Regions from separate parts of the Oryctolagus cuniculus genome. Here region 1 is linked to region 2. The links are chromatin contacts, called in public Micro-C maps. All regions are on one chromosome and are shown on one strand. The core of a region is the stretch at or near the end of the contact, and the rest is flanking DNA. Distances in the headings are between cores, read along the strand shown.

Region 1 (6,151 bases), core at 1,273-3,772, 55 kb after region 2:
GGTACAGGATGTTTTCCTCCCACGCCCTTTTAGGTGGGCTGTGGTCAGAGACAGCCACAGGCAGGACTTCAGGTCTCGGGACCCGCCCCGCCCCACCCCGCCCCAGGCACCTGCTACAGTAGGTCTTCACCAAGTCTGCCAGGCACAGGGACGGCACGTCCAGCCCCAGCAGCTTCACCATCTGCAGGTAGGTGCTGGAAAACACGTCCAGGTCTGCGTAGAGCAGGGTGCAGATGGTCCCCATGGTGAGCGGCCAGTTATGCTGCCGGCAGGTGATGAGGACGCAGCACCCAACCAGCACCTCCTTCTTCTGCAGCCTGGCGGCGCGGATGCCGGAGTGCCGGTACGCCTGCCGATAGTAGGCGACCGCCGTGTCCTCAAATGTCGGTGGCAACTGCAGAACGCGGCACAGGTCTCTCACTCGGCGGAGACCTTGGGAGACCCATGGCAGGAGTTAGAGTGGGCACGGGAGCGCCTGTGCAGCACCCGGCATATTCTGCTAAGCTAGCCTCGGATAACGGATGCACACATAACTGATCTTTCTGCACCCACAGGAGCGACGCCTGGGGAAGCCACTGCTTTTATTTTTTAAGTAAAATATATTTATTTATTTATTTAATTTGAAAGGCAGAGTTACATAGTGGGAGAGACGGAGAGACAAAGGTCTCCCATCTACTGGTTCACTCCCCAGATGGCTGCATGGCCAGGACTGGGCCAGGCTGAAGCCAGGGGCTTCATCTGGGTCTCCCACGTGGGTGCAGGAGCCCAGGCACTTAGGCCATCCTCTGCTACTTTCCCAAGCATGTGAGCAGGGAGCTGGCTCAGAAGCGGAGCAGCCAGGATTCAAACTGGCACCCATACGGGATGCTGGTGTCACAGGAGGCAGTTTAACACGCTACGCCACAACGCCGGCCCCCCTGTAGTCATTCTAAAGGCGCAAACACCTCGGTGGCAAGAAGTCACACTTCAGCCCACTGCCGTTTGAAGGCTGGTTTGATCCAGGCTCCTCGAGGCAACCTCGAACATGCTGAGCAGACCCAACACTTAGACGGACGCGCTGCCACTCTCGGAGCCGTCTCCGGCCTTGCTCATCACCCACCATTCTACTCTACCCGACACGAGTGATGCTGAAAACAGGAGAGGAAGGCCGCCGGTGGGGCCCACGGGGCAGCTCCCGTGACAGCCACTGCGCCGTAGAAGGTTGACTCTCACCTCGCTGCTGGCTGCGGCTCGCCTGCTCGCTTTCCCCTGTGCTCCGAGAATACGTGACTTCTGCAAGATCACGGACAAGAAACAACACGCTCAGCCCTCCCGCATCACAGCCCCGCTCCCGCACCCACACCAGGGCCAGGGGCAGAATTCCAGTCTCCGAGCAGCTCTGAAACTTAGCTTTGATTTTATTTTCATCTACTTGGAAGGCACAGAGACAAAGACGGAAAGAGACAGAGAGAGATCGTCCCTCTGCCGGTTCGCTCCCCAAATGCCCACCAAGCCAGGGCCGGGCCAGACTAAGGTCAGGAGCCTGGAACTCCACCTGGGTCTCCCCCAGGAGCAGCAGGGACCGGGCACGGGAGCCATCATCCAGGCAGCATTCGCAGGGAGCTGGATCTGATGCAGAGTAGGTCGCTGGGACTGGGACAGGCTGCAGGTGTCCCACGCAGCAGCTTAGCCCACTGGGACACAAGCCCAGCTCTCTCCACCCCTGCCCTGCCCTGCCCTGCCCTGCCCGCAATCCGTCCACAGCAGTCTCAGATACGGAGTTCGAGGAAGGCTGGTACCACAGCAGTCTCTCTAAAGAGCACCAGCTTTTCAGTCTCTCTCTTTTACACCCAACCCAAGCAATTTTCCTGGCTGCGGATTTTTGGATTTTGGACTAGTCAGGGATTTGAAAAGCAATGCAAAGGGAGGGGAAAAAAAAAAAAAAAAGAGGGAGTATTTGTGCCAATGAAAAGCTCTTCGGTTAAACAAACCGTAACCCTAACCCTAACCCTAACGTGCTATAGTTGCAAGGAACTGACCCACGACCGTCCACCACGACCAGACCGGGCAGGTCGAGCGGAACTGGTTTCTGTTTCGTTTATTCAACGTTCCTTGTACCCAGGACGAACCTGGGTGCGTGGGGAACCCGCGAATGGGAGTCCCTGGCCGCCTGCAGAAGCCCGTCTGCTCCCGTATTCAGGGCTGCGCGGGACAAGGAGCGCGGAGCTAGGGAACGCGCGCTATCCCCCCCTACCCCATCGACCCCAGGCAAGGACCCGCACAGGTACCTCGGAGGTGGCCCTCGTCGCTGTAGGTGGTGGTAAGGGTCCCCTCAGTGACCACGCAGCCACAGTCGGAACACACCAGCTGGCTCTGCGAATAGTGCGAGTCTTCCACAAGCTCAGCCGAGCCGCACTCGGGACAGCGGCCTCCGCCCGGCATCTCACAACACGCCGCCGCAACTGGCGCCGCCGCCGCCTCGAGAGCCAGCGACAACCACAGCGCGGCTGGAACTGGAAGGGGACCCTTTTAACAGCTGCACCTTCCTCTTCCGGCCAAAGAGCCGCCGGGATAGGTACTTCGCTCCGGCCCCGCCCCGCGACTGAGAGTCACTTCCGGTCTGTGCCTGTCTAGACTCCGATAGGAACATGAGCTAGGAGAGAAGGATCCTGGACTAAACTGCTCCGGTCCTCAACGTAGTTTGATGTGGATCAGACTGGTGGCGTTGAATTTGGATGAACATTCTGCCTTTATGGACAAGTACAACAGACTAAAAATTTTTGTCATCCCCAACAACCCTCGCGCTTAAGCGCTAGGGGACTCGCGGATTCCCCACTTCTTTTTCCGTTGATTTTGGCTGTAGTATAAAGTCTATCTCTAAAAGGAAAAATTACGTAGCAGGAAAGCAGGACATGCTATTCTACTTTCCCGGGCTGCTTCCCAAGGAAGTGTGAGTGTCCTTTACCCAACTGTAAAATGAGGGCCGTTGAGGGGCCATTGCTGTGACACAGCGGGCTAATCCTCCGCCTGCAGTGCCGGTATCCCATATGGGCACCAGTTCAAGTCCCAGCTGCTCCACCTTTGATCCAGCTCCCTTCTAATGCACCTGGGAAAGCAGCAGAAGATAGTTCAAGTGCCTGGGCCCCTGCACCCACCTGGGAGACCCGGAAGATGCTCACCTGGCCCAGCTCTGGCCGTTGCAGCTATTTAGAGAGAGAACCAGCAGATAGAAGATTCCTTCTCTCTCAATCTCTCTCTCTCTCCCTGCTGCCCCCTAACTCTGCCTGTCAAATAAATAAAAAATAAATATAAAAGAAAAAAATGAGGACATTGAGTTAAAATCCAGGGGCAAACTCCAATGCTTTGGGAAAGCCAGAGAAGGAATTTCTGCCAGAATTTGGAGTGAAAGAACGTGGAGTGGTGAGGTTTTTGATAGACTCAAGGGCATACGCAGACTCAGGAGATTTTAAAGCCTTGGGCTTTTTTTTTTTTTTTAAAGATTTATTTATTTGAAAGTCAGAGTTACACAGAGAGAAGGAGAGGCAGAGAGAGAGAGAGAGGTCTTCCATCTGCTGGTTCACTCCCCAATTGGCTGCAACAGCTGGAGCTTCTTCCAGGTCTCCCATGTGGGTTCAGGGGCCCAAGGACTTGGGACATCTTCTACTGCTTTCCCGGGCCATAGCAGAGAGCTGGATCAGAAGTGGAGAAGACGGGTCTTGAACCAGCATCGATAAGGGATGCTGGCACTGCAGGCGGCAGCTTTACCCGCTACGCCACAGCCCCGGCCCAACCTTGAGCCTTAAGATGCTCCAGGATTCTGGCTCTGAAGCTCCTAGTCTGCTATGGTCTAGTTCAAACCAGTTCCAAGAAATCTCACCTCTAGCGGTGACATTAACCAAAACCAACCTTAGAAATCTGGTGCCGCGGTCTGACTGTGTTCCCCAGAATTCATGTGTTGGGGAAACAACCCCCAGTGCAGCAGTGTGTGTGGAGGGGGGCTGCCTTGGGAGAAGGGTTTGGGTTATGTGGGCCCTGACCCTGGGAATTGAGCCAAACTTGCAAGCTGGGTTTGGTCCTTTAGCTCTTCCACCTTCTGCCACGTGGGGGCAGTGTCGGCCCCTAGCGGGATGCAGCCTTCAAGAGTGCATTTTGGAAGCAGAGAGCAGCTCTCATCAGAGGGTGGGTGCCTTGACCTTGGGTTTCCTCGTCTCTGGAATTATGAGAAAATAAATGTCTGTTCTTCACAAGGTACCTGCTCTGTTGTAGCAGCAGCACAAATGGGATAAGACAGATTATATATTATGTTTGAATATGAGCTAAAAACAGGTTTTTAAAAATTTATTTGAAAGGCATATGACAATGACACACTCACAGAGGAGGAGGAGGGGGGAGAGAGAGAGAGAGAGAGAGAGAGAGAGAGAGAGAGATCTTTCATCTGCTGGATCACTTCCCAAATGTCTACAGTAGCCAGGAATGGGCCAGACTGAAGTCAGGAGCCGGGAACTCCATCCAGATCTCCCCATGGATGGCAGGAATCCCAGTACCTGCGTCATTTTCTGCTGTTTCCCAGGTGCATCAGCAGGAAGCTGGATTGGAAGGCGAGGCGGGACTCAATCCTAGGCGACAACTCCCAAATGGGATGCGGAGCCCAAGTAGCAGTGTAAGCCACAGTGCAATCCCTATATGTTCTTTGTATGTGATTTTTAGTTTTTGAGAGGTGAAGGGTGGGGAGGAAGAGTGCCCCCATCCCCTGGTTCAGTTCCCAAATGCCCACAACTGCAGGGGCTGGGCCTGTCAGAAGCCGGAAGGCAGAAACTCAATCCAGATCCCCCATGTGGGTGGCAGGAACCCGATTACTGAGTCATCACTCTGTCCTGCAGGATTTGCATTAGCAGGAAGCTGGAGTCGGGGGCCACAGCCAGGACTCAAATCGAGGCACAACGCAGGCATCCTAACCAATGTCTTAACCACCAGGCTTAGGCACCTGCCCCAAGAGTATATGTTCTCGTAAGTCTAATATCACTCATTACAAATAGCTATGTTTGTACTTGAGAGTTGTATGATCTGTTGTATGTGAAAAACAAGAATGTTGAACCAACTAGCCAGCCAGAGGAAGTCCCAGAGAGCAGCAGAGTCCTGGTGCGTGGGGAACACGGGGTGGAGTTCCATCTCTCAGCCGACAGGGGGAGCTGCAGACAGGCCCCTGGCATTTGCAGACGTTCTAGCATGCAGAGTGGGGTAGACAGTACTATGAGAACAGGAAATGCATAGGTCTCGTGCAGACTTGAGGGATAATAAAGATGTCTGCTCAGCCCCTTGACCAAGTCTCTCCTTGAGGAATAAGATGCAGGTTAAAGCTGCTTTCTTTGTCCTTTTTTGTTTTGTCTTTTAATTTTTTTTTTGTTTAGTTTTAAAATGTATTTGAAAGAAATACACAGGTAGATCTCCCATCTGCTGTTCACGACCCAAATGCCTGCAATGCCGAGGGCTGGATCAGGCCACAGCTGGGAGCTGAGAACTTGGTTCAGATCTCCCATGCAGGGGGCAGAGACCCAGGTGCTTGAGCCCTCACCTGCTGCCTCCCAGGGTGTGCATTAGCAGGAAGCTGGAATGGGGAGTGGGGCCAGGAGACTTGCACCCCAGCACTCTCACATGGGATGTGGGCATCCTTAGCCACTGCATCGAGAGCCTGCTCCCCGCAATTGCTTCCTTTAGAAGAGCAATAGATTGGGGCCAATACCATGGCATAGCAAGTAAAGCCACTGCCTATAGTGCCAGCATCCCATAGGGGCGCCAGTTCGAGTCCCAGCTGCTCCACTTCCGGTCCAGCTCCCTGCTAATGAGCTCAGGGAAAGCAGAGGCAGATGGCCCAAGTGCTTGGGGCCCTGCACCCATGTGGGAGACCCAGATGGAATTCCAGGTTCCTGGCTTTGGAACTTTGTCTCTGTTCACCTCTCAAATTTTTTTTAAAAAAAACTTTTTAAGTAGGATTTCGGCCAGCGCCACGGCTCACTAGGCTAATCCTCCGCCTTGCGGCGCTGGCACTCCGGGTTCTAGTCCTGGTTGAGGTGCCGGATTCTGTCCCGGTTGCTCCTCTTCCAGTCCAGCTCTCTGCTGTGGCCAGGGAGTGCAGTGGAGGATGGCCCAGGTGCTTGGGCCCTGCACCCCATGG
Region 2 (6,353 bases), core at 1,980-4,479:
CCCTGCACGCAGATGCCACGGGAGGGAGCACTGGGAAGGTGTGCAGGCCTTCCTCACTCCCCACTGTGTGTGTGGAGGTGCGCCGGCCTCGCCCCCACCCGGCTAAGTGCCAGTCCCACTCCCCCGTCTCGATGCAAACCAAGGCCGACAGCCGCTCAGAGGTGGGGCGGCCCCCGTATGGAGATGCCGTGTCTCCGTGTCTTCACCTCGCCCCTCTCTTCTTTCCCTCAGATTGAGGTGGGATCCACGAATGTCCGGATAGGAAGCACCATCTTTGGAGAGCGGGATTACTCAAAGAAGGCCCCCGCGGAGGTGTCGCAGGAGCACTGAGCCGAGGGCGCGGACTGCCCTGTGGTGCTCCCGGGTCACGGCCTGCAGGGGGCGCGCCCGCCGTGGCGGCTGGTGACAGGGACCAGCGGCACTGGGTCTCTGACGCAGGACGCTGGCTGCGTGCAGTGCTTCCGACTGCACTTGAAAACTCCCGCCCTTCCCGACAGCGTGGAACTGAGTTCGGCACATATTGCACCCCGGAGCGCCAGCTGAGCTGCGGATGCCTTTTCCAGGTTAAGATGTCCCTGATGCCGCTCACCGTGGAAGGCAGAGAGAGCCTCGGCTTTCATCCCACTTTAGCAGGAAGTCGCTGTGATGACCAACCTCCAGCCCTCTGCTGCTCGGGGCGCGGTGCGCCCCACCCCGTTTCTCCAGCCGGTAGATGCGTGAAGGTCGTGTCCACTGGGCAGAGGCTGTGCAGCGCGCTCGGACTGTGGCGGATGAGAGTCTGGGTCGCTGGCCGTGCTGTGGTAATGACCCTTAGGTGACACAGGTGACGCAGATAGGATTTGAGCCCCAGGAGCCAGGACGGAGGGCTCTCCTCCGGGCAGAATGAGCGAAAGGCTTTCTCGTCGCCCATGGCCCTCTTCAAAGTGCTTGGCGCGGCCAGGCGGCCCATCACTCCTGAGAAATGAGCAGTGCTCTCGCAGCCGCCTCGGCACGGGGTGTGCACAAACCCCGGCCTGCCCCTTCCTCTCGGCTCTGCCACAGCCCCCGCCATTTATAAGCCAAACTCCTGCAGCTCCTCTTGGTAGCTGACAGAGTGGCAAGATCTTTAAAAACCGGAAAGCACAATTCTCTCGTCACGGCAGATGGCTTCCCTGGGGCTTGTTCATCTTCTACACGGCTTTCTCGCTTATTTATCCCAGCTCCAGCCTTGAATTCTACGAGGTAACTCAGAACATGATGCTGCTGCTGAATGTAATTTTGTAAAACTTCAACCATGCTGATCCCTCTGTTGCCTCCATCAGAGCTGTGCTGTAATATCTCAGAGTCAATTAAATAAAAATGTGAACTTGAATTATACCATCTGTGCCAATTACAAAGCAATTAAAAGATTTATTTTTTATGATCTGGTGTAGTGAGTGACTGTGAGAGGAGGGGGGCACTGGGGCCACCAAGGAGCAGCTGGGCCCGGTCCTTGGCCTCGGGCCAGCCTGGCCTTGGGAAGGGGCTTCCCTTGGGTGACAAGACGAAGCCACGGCCACACCGTGGACAAGAGAGGGCAAGAGAACAAGGTGTTGGCGTTTGGGGAATTCGAGAAGTACAGGGTACACCTCCGACTGCCTCTAGATGGCGCCGGTGTCTAGCCTGAAGCTCAAGCCCTCGCTCTGATCTGCCGTCCGCTCCACCTGGAGGAAAAATGGATGGGGCAGACTCTTGCAGGGCCACTAGGTGGCGGTAAACCATCAGGAGAGCTCAGTGGCGGCTGGAGGTCAAGAACAGCGAAGGGGGACCCAGGGGGATGCTGAATCAGATCCAGACAAGGGACAGAAACCAAAACGTCTGCCCAGGTGAGCCATGGCCGGCAGCGCCTTTGGCAGTGAGAACCACACACGAGAGGCAGCAGGTTGGGCTTCTCCCAGCAGCACCCATGGCACATCTGGGTGGCGGCAGCTGCCCTGACCAGGCCCACCCACAGCCCAGGGCCCTCTCCGGGAGCCCTGTCTCCGGCCTGAAACCAGCCTCAGGTTTGAGACATCAGAGGTCTCCAGGGATCCCTCAAGGCTTCGACCGCTTGGGAAGTGCTTCACAGATCCCCCACCCCTTTCACAAAGCAACCTCTTACTGGTCAAGCTGCCCCCCCTCCCCGGGTGGGGGCCAGCATTGCAGTGCAGCAGGTTAAGTCTCTGCTTGCAATGCCCCCCTCCCGGGATGGAGTGGCAGGTCCACTTCTGATCCAGCTCCCTGCTGATGTGCCTGGGAAGACAGTGGAAAATGGTCCAAGTGTGTGGGCTCCTGCCATCCATGTGGAGATCGGGATGGAGTTCCAGGCTCCTGGCTTTGGCCTGACCCAGCCCCAGATGTGACCACCGTTTGGAAAGTGAACCAGTAGGTGAAAGATGTCTCCTTCTACCTCTCTTGTCACTCTGCATTTCAGATAAATGATTAAATTAATAGTCTTTTTTAAAAGTTGCACCCTTTCTTTTAAAAATTTGTGTCCTATAAAGCACTATTTGCTATATTCTCACCTTTTCTGCTCACAACATCTGGGAGGGTATCTGAGAGTATCAGGCAGTATCTGTTTGTGGCTAGGAGAATGGAGGCTTTGCTAAGGCTCTTTCCCTGAGTGAGGGGCAAGTGAGTTGGTGACAGGGTAAGAAATAAGTTCAGTACTTTTTACAACTATTTTAAAGATGTTTTTATTTATTTGAAAGGTAGAGTTACATAGACAGAGATCTTCCATGTACCAACTCACTCCCCAGAGGGTTGCAATGGCCGGGACTGGGCCAAGCCAAAGCCAGGAGCCTAGAACTCTGTCTGGGTCTCCTATGTGGGTTGCAGGGGCCCAGGCACTTGGACCGTCTGCTGCTGCTTTCCCAGGAGCACTAGAAGGGAGCTGGATGGGACGTGGCGCTGCCAGGTCTCGAACCAGTTCTCCCGTGGCAGAGACTCCAGCAACAGTGCCGACACCGGCCCCAACTCAGGACTCTGGACTTCCCATCCCAGAGTTTGGCCTCCACACCCGCCGATGCCTCTGGCTTTCATCATCGAGAATCAGCATATTCTTAGATTTGCAGCTTTCATTTCGGCAGCCCGCACGCCATAAAAGAAATGCATGGCTTAATGTCTTGCAGCAGTCGAGAACTGACGCAGCACAGTGCGGAGCACGCTGGAGCCACAGCCGCGGGGGTGAGAAGGAAGGAGAGAATGAAATCCAAGCCATGAGTGAGCTTAGCCTCCGCTTCCGGCATCCCGACTCCCTGGCACGCACATTCCTCTGCGTTCAGACGGTCCCACGACTGCAGGGCTCAGTGTGCAAAGCCCTGACTTCCCCCGAGCTGAATCGACATTGCCTTCTGTCCCCCAGGCTCCGCTCTAGACACAGGAGGAATGAGGTCACACACGTTCTTAAAACCTGAGGCATCTCTGTCCCTCAGAAAAGAAACGGCCCTGTGAACAGGGGGCTCCCAGCCACTGCTGCAGGGCTGCTGTGGTAAGGGTGGAGCGTCAGCAGGGGTGCCGTGGCCAGCCGGAAAGCAGTGGCTCCAGGCACTGCAGCTGGCTCCACCATGAGGTCAGCTGAATGCTATTACGTCCTCCTCCTGACGAAGGGCCAAAGAACCCACGCCGCCAGCCACCACGAAGTTCCCCTAAGCTCTCCTCTCCTCCACAAACGCATAGGAAAAGGCTTCCCTCGGGGCTGGTGGCGCTGTGGCACAGCAGGTTAAGCTGCCACCTGCGGGCGCAGGCATCCCATATGAGCACCAGTTGGAGTGAGTCCCGGCGGCTCCACTTCCAATCCAGCTCCCTGCTGGTGTACCTGGGAGGGCAGTAGAGGATGGCCCAAGTGCCTGGGCCCCTGCACTCACAGGGGAGAGCTGGATGCAGTTCCAAGCTCCTGGCCATTGCAGCCATTTGGGAAATCAACCAGTGGATGGAAGATTCTCTCTTTCTCTCTCTCTCTCTCTCTCTCTCTCTCTCTCTCTCTTTCTCTCTCTCTCTCCCTCCCTCCCTCCCTCCCTCCCTCTCTTTCCCTCTCTTTCCCTCTCTTCCTCTCTCCTTCTCTCCCTCTCTCCCTCTCTGTTTCTCTCTGTAACTCTGCCTGTCAAATAAACATTTTTTTTAATGTTTTCTGTTCTTTTGCATCCACGTGGACATACACACTACAGCTGGGTGTGAGTGACTGACTCCTGGCAAGGTCAAGGGCCCCGAGTCCCTTCTCCCATGCTCCCCACCTTCCTGGGCCAGCCCCTCACTAGTGCCCTCCCTAGGAGCGGCACCTCTCTCTCTCTCTCCCTCTTCAGAGAGAGCCGCATGCCCCAGCTGGCAATCTGCAGAATGAAAGCAATGTGTGACCTTATTCACCAGATGTGCGGGAGAAACAGCGCACCGTGCAGTGCAGCCAACAAGGGAAGATGAGGAGTGGGGGCAGAGAGAGAGGAGGGAGGAGAATCGAGCAAAACTTGGCCGCACATGAAAGATGTCTGTCTGTTCCCCATTAGGCGCGAGTCCCACGCAATCTGCAGCCTCAACAGAACTCCCTTGACCAGAAACTCTCCCGAGAGTGTCAGAAGGAAAAACAAACAGATGAGCAGCTCTTGACAGCAAAGTCACTTAAAAACCGATTTGGGGGGTGGGGGAAGGAGAGGTGTCTGCACATTAGTGGATACGCTTTGGGCCAGGGCTCGGGCAGGGACAGGCAGGCAGGGGCCTGGGAGAGGGTGGGCATTGAAAAGCAAGTCACAGAGAGAGGGAGATACAGAGAGATCTTCCATCCACTGGTTCACTCCCCCAGATCGCTGCAATGGCCAGGGCTGGGCCAGGCGGAAGCCAGGAGTCTAGAACTCCATCTGGGTCTCTCGCGTGGGTGGCAGGAGCCCAAGCACTTGGGCCATCTTCTGCCGCTTTCCCAGGCACATGAGCTAGGAGCTGGATTAGAAGTGCAGCAGCTGCGACTGCAGTGGGTTCCCATACGGGATGCTGTCACTGGCAGCGGCTTTACCCACTGTGCCACAGCACCCACCCCAGGGGTCTGGAACACCGGACAAGTTCAGAGGGGTTGCCTTGCAGAAAGCCCAGGGGTCCAGCACTGGGGAGACCAGACCCCGCCCCATCCGCAGGAGCCCGGGCAGAAAGTTCTGGAAACGTGGAGAAGAGGGCAGGCAAGGGCACAGTTCTGTGCTCAAGTTTCCAGGGCAGGCCGTCCTGTTACAGGAGAGAATTTCTTTTTCTTTTAAAGGAAGAAAAAACTAATGAGAAGAAAGACGCACGCGAGGTTTTGCCTGCCTTCCAGCCTTGTTTATTACGAGGATATCTGATTTCAGCAAAGGAAGCCGGCACCGAAGCAAGGTTTTTATTGGCCGCGAGCAAGAGGAATCCAGGGCTTGTCTTTGATTTGGCTTCCCCAGAACGAGAGAGGCACTGGAGGGTGCTCGCCGCTGCTTTCCCCCGCGACTGAATTTCTCTTTGGAGAAGGAGGGCGGAGCAAGCTCCCACCCCACCCCGCCCAGGGCGAGTGGCCTCATAAACATTTCAGAGAGGAGATCAAAAATCCGGGAACAATCGTTAAAAACCCCTGCAACGGAGCGTGCGCGAGGGCCCGGCCCCCCTGTCGTACTGCTGGGGCGCGGGGAAGAGGCAGGCAGGTGTGGGTGCGAGCATTGGGGACCCCCCCCACACAAGGCCGGGCCGACCCGCGGAGTGAGCCCCGGCCTGATGCTTTCAATGTGTGGCGAAGATAAAGCCAGAGATTGGCCAGGCGGCCTCTGCTTGTGGTACTCCGCAGCCAGCCGGCGCCAGGGGTGCCCACTGGGCTGCAGGCTTCCCAGGGCACCCGCACACACCCTGGGGCTGGCAGAGTCCGAGTTGGGCAACCCGGGACTGAAGTTGGCAGAGCCTCCGTGCCTCCTGCTGGGCTCCCCACGGGAGAACCCAGGAAACCGTCCCCCTTTTCCCAGACTATAGCCTTCTTGTTGCTTTGAGAGGCCAAGAAATAGAGCTCCCATCCAGCCATTTCACTCTCCAAATGCCAGCAACGGCTGGGGGGCTGAAGCTGGTGGTCAGGATCTCAATGGACGTCAGGGCCCCAGTGCTTAAGCCACACCACCTGCTGCGTCCCAGGGTGCACATCGTCAGGAAACTGGAACCACAAAGCAGGGCCAAGACTCCCACCCAGGCACTCGGATACGGGGTGCGGGCGTCCCAAGCCGCGTCTCAGCCACTGTGCCGACTGTCCAGCGCTGTGTTCTGCGTCTCCCCTCCTTCCCCTGGAGTCCCCTCGCGACCCTCCTGCCGCAAACCGCAAACCTGAGACCTCCCGGCCATCTTCCCCTCCCCTGCCCTGCCCAGCCCGACGGGAA

Evidence for each region. A called contact is a pair of places that touch in the nucleus more often than the background predicts.
Region 1: a Micro-C map of ear pinna shows a contact between it and region 2, with 5 times the contacts expected there. The contact joins the promoter of BRF2 here to the enhancer-like site in region 2. A contact is called at or near these places in 4 of 6 Hi-C or Micro-C datasets (ear pinna, psoas muscle, skin fibroblasts and 1 more).

The regions. Positions count from the first base shown.
Region 1 is chr2:87,698,773-87,704,923 of mOryCun1.1, forward strand. BRF2 (BRF2 general transcription factor IIIB subunit) reads right to left here and starts at 2,523. Exons shown (of 4, transcript XM_002720786.5): 1 at 2,268-2,523; 2 at 1,213-1,272; 3 at 111-432. The coding sequence starts at 2,421.
Region 2 is chr2:87,642,617-87,648,969 of mOryCun1.1, forward strand. It overlaps PLPBP (pyridoxal phosphate binding protein), which reads left to right. Exons shown (of 8, transcript XM_051832369.2): 8 at 232-1,402. The coding sequence ends at 330. Among named protein-coding and RNA genes, the nearest start is that of ADGRA2, 15 kb to the right of the region's middle. Within about 2 kb of position 3,230, at least 1 of the 8 cell types and tissues checked has an H3K27ac peak or open chromatin away from gene starts, as enhancers often do. A contact at or near this core is called in ear pinna, where this site is marked.